Linked DNA regions of Triticum aestivum: region 1 is linked to region 2. The links are chromatin contacts, called in public Hi-C maps. All regions are on one chromosome and are shown on one strand. The core of a region is the stretch at or near the end of the contact, and the rest is flanking DNA. Distances in the headings are between cores, read along the strand shown.

Region 1 (5,679 bases), core at 719-3,218, 150 kb after region 2:
GACACCCTCGCATGACGACGACGTCGAAGAAGGAAACCAGAACTGCCCGCCTTCGACCACAGACCCAACACAAGATACTCCATCTTCCAGCTGTCACTTGTGTAGACAACCGCCTGCGCGTACTCCTGAACGACAAAACCTCCCTGCTCCACCATGACGTCGGAGACAACGCCACAACAACGGGGACAGAGCAGAAGGAGAGACACACCTGATGGAGTTGCCGCCGCCGCCTCGTCAACACCATCCATGAACCCTAACGATGACGATCTGAGGGATCGACATAGACACGATGCCATCAACTCCGAGACGCCGCCCTGGAGGACAGCGCCGGTGTGGGATTGGGGTTGAGGCAGATTTATTCGTCCGGGCGTCGCTCCCACCACCCCAACGACGCACCACGACCTACAAATCCAAAACCTAACTACAGAGCGGAGGAATGGGGTCCCCCCTCCCTCCTACCGTCGGAGCAGCAGTCGAAGGGAGAGGGGGCCAGCGCACCGACCGGTGAAAATCGGAGGAAAAAGTGCCTCGCCCTAGTCGCCTAGTGGCGGCGGCGGCTAGGGTAGGAAAACCGTGTTGGGCTAGCCGATGTAAATTTTTCTGGGAGTTGGTATCACTGGATACTTTCGCTGGGGTGCAGACCAGTGAGTAGAACTGCAGAGACATACGAGTATGTATGTAGCCGTCCAAATCTTGTGGGCGTACGGTGTAGGTGTGTTCCATGCCACGTGTAGTATATCTGTTGATACAGTTTCTTTATCCCCGAACGTGTTCCATGACGGTCATGTGGTTTTTTGGATGCAAATCAGTTCTTCGCCTCCGACTCCGAGACAGTACCACAGCACTGTAGCTACAGTCATGGTCACTCCCAAGAGGGCACGCACCATTTTTGATTTCCCATACACGAAGCCTGGATATGCAACTGTAGGATACGATACGGTGCAACGAATGTGGCAGAACGGGACAAAACGGAACACAAAGGACAATGATTCCACGGAAGATTTGATCTCCGATCCGCATACCCTCGGCACTCCTGCAGTGACAACTGATTGCGTCGATCGGCCTGCCAAAAGACGGGAATCAATCTAAGGCTAGCAAGCAAGCAAAGTGACTTGCACATCATCATCATCATCGGAATTGGATATCTCAATGATTGCGCGCGGCCGAGGCCACTCCCTGCAGGGAATCATATTTGGAAACGTACACTTTAATTTCCTTATCCGAGGATGAAGCGGACGATGCGTATCACATCAACACGTTGGCGTGGATGAGATGAGATCAGATCAGTAGGCATCTCCACCACGAGCTTATGATTAGTGGATCGCTAGGAATGCCATGGACTTGAGGGCGGGATAAAGGCGGCGATGAAATGGAGGACGGACGATCAAGGGGCCTACGGATCTGCGTGCCAATCTTAGTTTTGGCCACTTCCGGATGGTACCAACCTACTACTCACTGTCGATCTAGTCCTTTGTGAATTGTGATCGATGCGTATGCTCAGGGGGGGCACTTGCGATTGCGGCGCACACATTCTCCTCGTGCGAGATCGACTCATCGATCGTCCACCATCGCTGCACACGGATTAAGCGACCCACCGAACAGTAGAGGTATCCTCTTTCGGTAGGGTCCCGTCATGGCCGTTTTTTCTCCCGAGGATTGTGATGCAAGGGCCAGGAGGCACGCGGGCGTTTGCGAGCGCTCCCTGCTTATTTAGCGTAGCACAGTACATATATCTGTGACAGATTCTCCCCCGCCTGCTTCGTTATTTGTTTGGACCGCAATGGGGAAGCGGTCGCTACCCGGTGACGGGGGCACGGGGCGGTGGCGACGTACGGTCAAACTCAAACGACGCCCACCCACCGTCCTCCGATCAACGCAACGGCGACCGGCGAGGCACGTATCTTACTGCCTGGCTGACAGGGCACGCGTGCGGCGACGTCCGTGCCCCTCGCCCGCCCGCCGCCGCCCTATCTCAGCAGTGATGCGTGCACTGCATGGGCCCTCCTGCACTCCTGCTTGCACGAGAGGAGCACATGGGTGAAGGGGGTTGCCAAAAAAAAAAAGATTGCTGGAATGTCAGAGACGGCTTGACAGGTGGGAGTAGGACAATCATAGAGCACTTCCGCTTTAATTACTAGGAGCACTGCCCAATCATCACATGTGGATTTCTCGGTCCTTCATCAATCAATCAAAAAGAAGAAACATGCACGTGGATTTCTTCCAGGAAATATTTCTTTTTTGTTTCGTTTGGTGGCAAAGCTGAACAGACCAGTCACCATCTCAGTCATCACAGGCAAAGATGTCACTTTCACACGGAACGGACAGATACTTTGTATGGGAAGGTCTCGTTTTTCAGTTTTTCTTTTGGTGCCAGTGAATTTTCTAGAACATTGGCACATATGGACTGATTCTATAAAACTTAGTGGGGAAATAGATCAAAGTTTTGAAACGCACGGGGAAAAGCCATGCTTGTCGTAAATTTTTGGTAAAAAACCATGATTATTTGCAGGCTGTGCGAAAATCACAAATAAGTTACATTACAAGATGTTAGAGATCTACAGCCGGGTCACCAAATTCGATCCTCAAATACCCGCGGACGTGCCCAGACACGTCTGCGGTCACTGACCAGGCACTTCTCAATTTGTGTCCACGACATCCCCACTCCTGATATCCGATACCCTATATCCATATTACGCATGCAATGTGAACATAAATTTCGTAGATCATCACACGGACTATGAAACATGCATATTTCGATCACCAAAAGATCACAGACGGATCTCCAAAAGCTACTCAAAGTTCACATAATCCACATATGACTGACATGTTCTAACTAGAGACGTAAATAACTAGAAATTAACCACGGAGACGACGAAGATTCACCACTTCCTCGTCAGGCCTTTGCCCTTCCGGTCGTCGGCGCAGCTGTAGGCGTTGGTGGCAGGTGGTGGATCGTCGGAGTTATCAAAAGTGGAGTTATGATCGTCCCCATCGTCATCAGAGTCGTCAGAGAGGATGATGGGCCCCTTCATCCGCCGAACGACCCTGTCATGTTGCCGCTTGAGCTTGGCCACCCGAGTCGCCTCCGCCGCTGCCTCCTACGCCTCGCGCTCCGACTGCTCAATGGCAAGCCGGAGCGCCTTAGTGTTCTTCCTTCGTAGCGGACGAGCATTCGTTCCGTCGCCGTCACCAACTGGCGGCAGACCCAAGCGAGGAGCGCTCGTCCTCGTCGGGCTCAACCGGCAACCCGCAGCGGCGGCGCACAGATTGCTCTGTCACGTTCCTCTACTTTTCCTGCTGCCTCTCGCGGCGGACGGCGCGTGCCTCTGATTTCAGCACGCGTGTGCGGGTGGGCGGAGCGGGCACGAGCACCCACCGGAGCCCGCGCGGTGTAGCGGACGGTGGGGGAAGGGGATGGCGTGGGGCGGAGCGGACTGTGCAGCCCTCGCAGAGCTGTGCACGGGCCGGGAGGGGCCAGCTCCAGTGTCCGCGTTGCGCTGCCGCGTGAGCGGCGACGCTGCAAATCCGGAGCTACCCCCTGTGTCCACCTTGGACCGCTCCAGCGCAATGCGGAGGGCCAACTCCTCCTCGACGTCGAGGTTGGAGCCAGAGCTCGACATCTCGCCCGATTCGATAAAAAACGGAAAGGGAGAGGAGAGGACGGAGTGAAAGAGGAGAGTGGAGTGAGAGCTAGGGTTCGGAGAGGCGATGGGTCGAGGTTTTTTTGGGGATGGCGTGAGGTCGGTGGCGGCTCGGGCTAATGTGGTGGATGTGCCCTGATGCGCCCGGGCCGCCCCATACAAAAAGTACAGTTATGAGATAACTAATTTATAAATCTCAATAAATCAAGAGGACGGCTTATTTAAAGCATGGGAGAAGCAGCTTATTTTCTTAAGCCGCCCAAGAAAACTAGCCCTCAAATATGATACTTTTTTAAATTATAGCACTCATTTCAGTGAGAGAGATCCCAACTTATTCTTCTTCAACTGAAGTACTCCGAAAAAAAACAAGCAAGGGCCTTGACGACTGAAAAATTCTGCTGCTCTCGAAAGAGAGAGGATGGAGAATTCAACTTTGCTACAGTGTAGATAAGCCTGTGTGGTCAAGAGGAAAGACATGGTAAGCAAACACCTCGGCAGATGCGAAATTCAGTTCGCAAGGTCAAATCTCCTTTGCCGAGGAACCAGCAGGGGATGGCTGCAAAGCAGCCACCCTCGTCAAACTGTTTGACATTTTCTGGCCATGCTGGTACACAAATATGCTACTCAAAGTGTACAGAGAAAGCCATGGCATTAGTAAAACATGAAGAGAGAGAACAATTCAAGAGTTGTTTCCAAAAGACAAGGCAACGGTTTGGTTTGGCCAAACACATGGCGACGTATGAACCCAAAAGAATAGACATGAATCTGTTTTATTAGTGCAGCTTGTGCTGAACTAAGCTTATAAAATACTGCCTGGGAGCTGACACCTTGAAGCAATCGTTGGTCGTCAAACTCCTAACCTTTTGGTCGTCAAACCTTCTGCCAAACACGCACACTCGCATTACAAAATCATCCGTCGATCGTAAGGCACCATGAACGGGGAGACAAAGAGGGGTGTTGTGGGTCAGTAGTTATTAATTCGTGTGAGCACCAGTACTACTGTTGGGATTCGAGAGTTGAAAGCTCGGGTTCATGGCCGTGCCTCAAACTTCGACGTTCCATGCTGGTGGATTTGAAGTCCCAAGAAACGGAAATGACAAAAGCCCTTGCATGCGTGCATGCATGCCAGAGATGCTTGCTGCTACAGCGATGCTCCGTTTTTTCTTCGCCTTCCCTTTTTGCATGCATGGCACACACGTCTCCTTTTTGACATTTTGCCAAGACTCCTGTTGCGTCGCATGCTTGTCCTCGAATCTTGTGCGTACAAGTTTTTTCTTCTTCATTGGAGTACTGTTTTTCCGTCAACAGGAAAGAATCTTGTACTGTACTACTATTCTTTCCTCTGAAACAGTACTGCAGGCGTGCCTTGTCACTGACAAATGTATATGTTTGCTGGGACCCGGGTGCGCCTGTCAGGAACGAAGACTTTGTGCGCACGAAAAACACCACGCCTCAGGTCAATAGGAGGACTACTCGAGTGCATGCCCGAGGCTGGCATGGCAGAGCGCCATGTTGGTGCATGCGCGCCTGCAAGAACGGCTGGAAAGATGTCCTGTTCATATTAGAACTAGCCAACTGGAAGCCTGGGAACATGATGGACGATGGTCTGCTATTCTGGAACTTGCCTGATGCACTTGCAAGTTTCTCCTTTCCTTTCACCGCAATAAATGGATTATTTCGAGCTGTCCTCGCTAACACGCATTGACATGGTCAGTTATGCATTCAGAGCATCTAGAGCAAGTATCTGCAAAACGAAAACGAACTTGCTACTACTCCCTCCCTTTCTTTCTTTTACTTCCCATATAAGATTTGTCTGGAGTCAAACTTGGTAAAATGCGATCAAATTTATATTAAAAATAGTGCAATACAAAATTTATATAATATAAAAATTAATTTCATGATGCATATAATAATTTTGATTTCGTATTGTGAATGTTGATATGTTTTTTTTATAAAGTTCATCAAACTTTACGAAGTTCACTTCAGACAAATCTTATATGCAGAGTTAAAAAAAAAGTACTACTTTGTCCCACAATGT
Region 2 (5,083 bases), core at 1,056-3,555:
CGCGCGCCGCGGCCTCGGCCGTCTCGAAGGTGCCGAGCCAGACGCGCGCCGCCTTGTGCGGGTCCCGGATCTCCGCCGCCCACTTGCCCCAGGGCCGCTGCCGCACCCCTCGGTACCGCCGGCGCGGCGCCTCCGCCGCCTCCACGTTGGACGACGCCGGGGAGCGGGAGCGGTGTTCCTCCATGGTCGCCGCGCTCGCGCTCGCGCTCTGGGTGTCCGAGCTCTGATCCGACCCTGCGCACGGACGCGGAAGCATATTTATACGGTGTCACGGGGACGAGGCGCCAAGCAAAAGCAGAGAGAATGCAAAGCGAGGCAGCGCAAGCGTGTTCCAAGTTGTGCACTCGCGCATGCAGTGTGTGTATGTGCATGCACCCGAACGCGATTTGCAAGGTGTTAATAAAGCGCGTCCGTCCCGATCACCGAGGGGTTAAATTTAGGAATGTGAACTGGAAAGCAGTAGAGAAAAGATATTCATGCTTCCAGCAAAGCGATAAGCACCACCTCAAGAATTCGAACCGCTTTTCGTTGCAAAAGGAGGAAAAAATGAAGGAAAAAAACTGCCTTTTCAGGAAAGAAATGAACTCTCTCGACCGTATTCTCGTTGTTGTATGCGCGTCACGCAAGCTCATCCATGACATATTGGCATGTACTCCTACGTACATGACACGAAGATGCACTGTATTTTATACATATGTACGATGAAATGCTACGTACTACCTGAAGACTTAGCTGTGTCTTTGTTGCGTTGCAGAGGTGCAGTGGATTACAAGACTAGGTTCAATGGCGTACAACTGTGCAGCAGTGGATTACAAGAGATAGGGTTCGTTTCATTTTCCTTATGTCAGCTACGAGGAATCCAGGCGCCTCGGTTCCGTCCGACGTTTCGACTTTGAGCTACACGCCGTTCCTCCGTACGACCAGTTTGTTATGGTCGCGCGCGCTTGCATGTTCCGCACGCATTTTCCTCTATTATTTCCAAGAAATAACTCTCTTCATATAACACATTTTGTGCCTAGGGCTCTGCACTGACCAAAACTGGCACTACACGTGTTCACCGATTCTTTATGACCTGATCAGAGCTAGAAACGTAAAGGTTCGAACTTCATCGATTGTCTTCTTGTTTAAGTTAAGTTATAAGCCGAATGATGTACACCCGGGGTGCCAATATTAGTTTTTTTACCTCTAAAATATTCTTGTAAAATATTACTCCCTCCGTCTCAAAATAACTGTCTCAAGCTTAGTATAACTTTGTACTAGAGGTAGAACAAAGTTGCTATAGCGTGTGTTTTTGAAAGCAACAGATTTTATTCCTTTGATAACAGACATATCATTTACTCCCTTATCCTATAATACAAAAACGTGTTTGATACTATTATAGAACAGAGGGAGTACAATATAGTGAGAAATAAAATCAGGGATTATAGATTCCCAAAACATACAAATTTTTTCACTAAATGAGTTCTTCGTTAGGGGGTGAGCCACTTCGTTTGCTTCACCGACGGATATAGACATTTCCTTTATTTTACAAGCTTATTAGGATACTAGTAATAAACCGCTGAATGCATCAGATAAAAAAGAAACTCTGAATGCATCCGATAAAAAAAAAACCTCTGAATGCATAAGATGTATACTCTGGAAAGGTGATTTTGCCCATGCCTGACACGTTTCGAGCTGGAGTAGCATGCAAAAATGTGATCGGGCAAAAAAGTAGAGCGTGCGAAGCTCGGTGGAGCAATATCAAATCCAAGGCAAAAGCAGAGCATGCAAACTCAGAAACTCTTCCCGACCAAGCTAAGCTTCAATAGCATGCGTGTGTTGACTGTTTGTTACCTGCGAACTCTGAAGATGGCGCGCCGGGGAAGCTCCCCAGCTCGTGCACGTAGCCGCCTCCTCCGGCGGCGTGCATTGCCTGCTGCTCCTCCCAGCCCCACCCCTCCGCCCCGGCGCCGGAGCCGGACGGCGCCCACGGGTCGTCCTCCGCCACGACCCGCGACAGCGCCGACACCATCGTCGACATCTCCTGCGCCTGGTAGTAGCCCGACATGAAGTCCGCCGGGCTCGCCATTGTCGTCATTCCCGACGGCGCCCCGGAGCTGCCCTCGCCCTTCACCGTCCGGCCGCCGCTGCCGTGCAGTCCACGTTGGTCCGCCAGCTCGTAGCACATCAAAGTCGCCCGCCGCCCGCCCAGCGCAGAAAAACAGCGCCTCACCTCCTTTCTTTTCAAATGGCAGAGCAGAGCAGAGTCGTCGTGAGGCTGGGAGCTAGTACGATCTATCTCTCTCCCGTTTAATTTCGTTCAACGGTTCGAACATTTCTGGGGGGACGACCTTGGCATATATAGCACTCGCACCAGCCGCTCTACGTACGTGCCACTAATAATCAGCAAGAAAGAAAGAAAGAAAGAAAGAAAGGGAGAGGGAAAAAAACGTGGCTAAATAGCCGTCATGAGAAGTTCGTTTCAAACGGGGAGGCAGAGGCCAGTTCAGCTCTATGCTCTCGTTTATTTTTCTGAAGAAAAGCTTCAGCTTCCTCCTGCCTCTGACGATCCGAGGCGGTGAAACAATGTGCGAGTTTTACCCCTCGGATTATAAATTGAATTAACGAAGGTCTCTTGGTAATTCACGTAGCTTCCACTTAGCACACGACGCTACCAGTACTGGTACATTCCAAGCAGTCCCCGGTGTGAACGGGGGAATTTGTACGGTGGCCAATGCGCATGATCGAATTGATACACAGTTCGCAGGTCGGCACCATTGGATCAGCATTCGATGTCGCTCGAATACACAGCCTCGTGTTGTATTATCTGAGGCTTGGGGTCCGATTTACTTTTTTTGAGAACCAGGGTCCGATTTACTTACTGCTCCACTACTTGCTCCGGTACCGATCGCTTTCGCCGACATGAGGGAGGAGGAGCGCGTTCGTGGTTCACGCACCCTGGACGGCCGGTTGACGCGGTCAGCGGTGAGGAGGAGCAGTCCGTTATGTGGAGCGTGCTTATCTGATTTCGCTTCCTTTCTTCTTCTTCTCCTTTTTTCCCGTCACGGTTTTGATCATTTCCTTGGGTAGTTTTCCTTCCAACGAACTGTCTAGACAGTCTAGTAGTAGTGGTATAACTTTCTTCAGGTTGCCGCCGCGCGCGACGGTGGTGGATTGTTTCGTTGAGTTGCCACTGACGAGTGACCGGACTGCTTCAGCATAGGGATAACGGGATATGCTCAGAGGAGGTTGGATGGATAACAGGCCGGTCAGTCAATGTTTAGAGGGATCATGTTGCTCGTGTTGCTCTCGCTCCTTGACTACTTCGCAAAATATTAGGCGTGGTTGGAACATGGTATGTTCGCTGGTTTGATGGGGTCTACTGTTTCTTAAGGAGTTATAGCATGTACAGCAACCGGATGTGGCAAATCCGGCCCGTCATACGTCCACGGACGCAGCCGGACCCGCCCCTCCTGCTTTGCAGTCATCGGAACATATAAACAACGCTAGAGTACCCGCCGTTCCAGGGCCATTGTGCTCGCGAGGCATTTTTGACCGCCCGATGAAGTTACAACAGTAAAATTTTGGCTGGTGGCGGCTGGTCAACCGTCTGTTGTTTTTCACATTGGCTGTCGCTTCAAGAGAGTATGAGGGGTGGGGTCGTGAGCCTGTAGGGTCAGCAAGCAGAGGGTGGGTTCATTTGAGGGCTACGTGAATGAATGGATGAGGGTGGGCTGTTCCTTATTGGCGAGGGCGAGCGAGCGGCTTGGAGAGCCACGACCAATCGCTCTCCCGAAAACCTAGCGAAAAAGGACCAATCCACTCTTTCCTCGAGCCCCACGCACTCCATGCCGTCCCGCCTCCCTGCTCCTTACCCTCCGCCGCACGGCCTCTGGCGTCGCGGCCTTCTCACTCGCCTGCGGCCGGGTGCGAGATGCCACCGGCGACATGGCTGCGTGCGGAGGCGCGACATGGATGTGAGCATCTGACCGAATCCGGTCGCAGTGCCCGTCCAGCTCGCCGTGGCCAACCCGGCTCGCGTCGGCTGGGGCCGCGCCCCTCCCCTAACGGCGGGGATGATGGAGGGATCTGCCGGCGCCGGCCAGGCTCCCGATCGACGGGCTCGCCGGGTCGCCGCCCCTCGGGGCCAGCCCGTCACGCCGCGCCGGCTAGGGGACCCCTCGGGGATGCCGCCCATGCGGCGGGGACGTCCGGCGGCGGCGCGGGCTGGGGACCGAGCGGCAGGGCCCGTGATGCGTTCCGGTCGAGGGATTGGTCGGGCCGGCGCGGGATCTGAGCCGCCGTCGATGGATTTCTCGCAGCTTGGCTACATGTTGCTTTGGATCCGATACGATCCCCATCTCTCTCAAGTCCTCCCGCCACGTCTTCTCCTTCGGTGCTATGAGGTTCCTCCGCTTGCCTATCTGATGCGATCTTGGAGGAAGAAGACGCGATTTTGATTTGATTCGGTTTTGGTTCGTGCGGTCAGGGGCGTGTTTCCGATTCAAGGTGTCGTGGATAGTGCACGGGGTGGGGGACTAGGGCAGTGAGTGACATCCAGCTCCTACTGGTGGAGTCCTAGGGCTGCATGCCAACAACTGTATTTCTCCTCCCCTCAACCCTCACGAACTATATATTTTGTTTATGCAATTTCAATGGCTTAGTTTCATGTGTCAGATCATTGTTGCCTGCGTATTCTTGTCTCCACCACTGAAGACCAATGGTGACTGCGGGCAGTATTCATGCTCTGCTGCAGACTGATCGTCCTCTTATATCAGGCTGATCGTTATTGCCCAATTGGGCAATGGTTGTCTCCTCTTATACGAAACGTGATGCGTGTTGATCTTCTTAAATAATGCCTCTCATACATATACTTCAAATATTGGTCAGACAAGAATAGGAAAGCCTATAGGTACAAAATAGATAGGAAAGCCTCTTTAATTATTTCATTTCTAGGGTTTGATGTCAAGGAGGTTCCTATACCAATGGTGACAGTGGGCAGTATTCACGCTCTGATGCATGTATGCTTATCCTCTCCACCCACTCTTTTCCAACTCTCTCCTGTTGCACTCCATTTTGATGTTTAGATCTCTCAAATCCATAT

The links. Hi-C and Micro-C count contacts between places; a contact is called where the count stands out from the background.
Region 1: a Hi-C map of leaf shows a contact between it and region 2, with 7 times the contacts expected there. The contact joins the enhancer-like site here to the promoter of LOC123071550 in region 2. A contact is called at or near these places in 4 of 5 Hi-C or Micro-C datasets (leaf, root and an unstated tissue) and 1 of 1 datasets of contacts at active chromatin or transcription factors (leaf).

What each region holds. Positions count from the first base shown.
Region 1 is chr3B:663,847,958-663,853,636 of IWGSC CS RefSeq v2.1, forward strand. No RefSeq gene overlaps it. Among protein-coding and RNA genes, the nearest start is that of TRNAQ-UUG, 10 kb to the right of the region's middle. Within about 2 kb of position 1,969, at least 2 of the 8 cell types and tissues checked have an H3K27ac peak or open chromatin away from gene starts, as enhancers often do. A contact at or near this core is called in leaf and root, where this site is marked.
Region 2 is chr3B:663,702,008-663,707,090 of IWGSC CS RefSeq v2.1, forward strand. LOC123071550 (ethylene-responsive transcription factor ABR1) reads right to left here and starts at 2,306. Exons shown (of 2, transcript XM_044495127.1): 1 at 1,834-2,306; 2 at 1-234. The coding sequence starts at 2,167.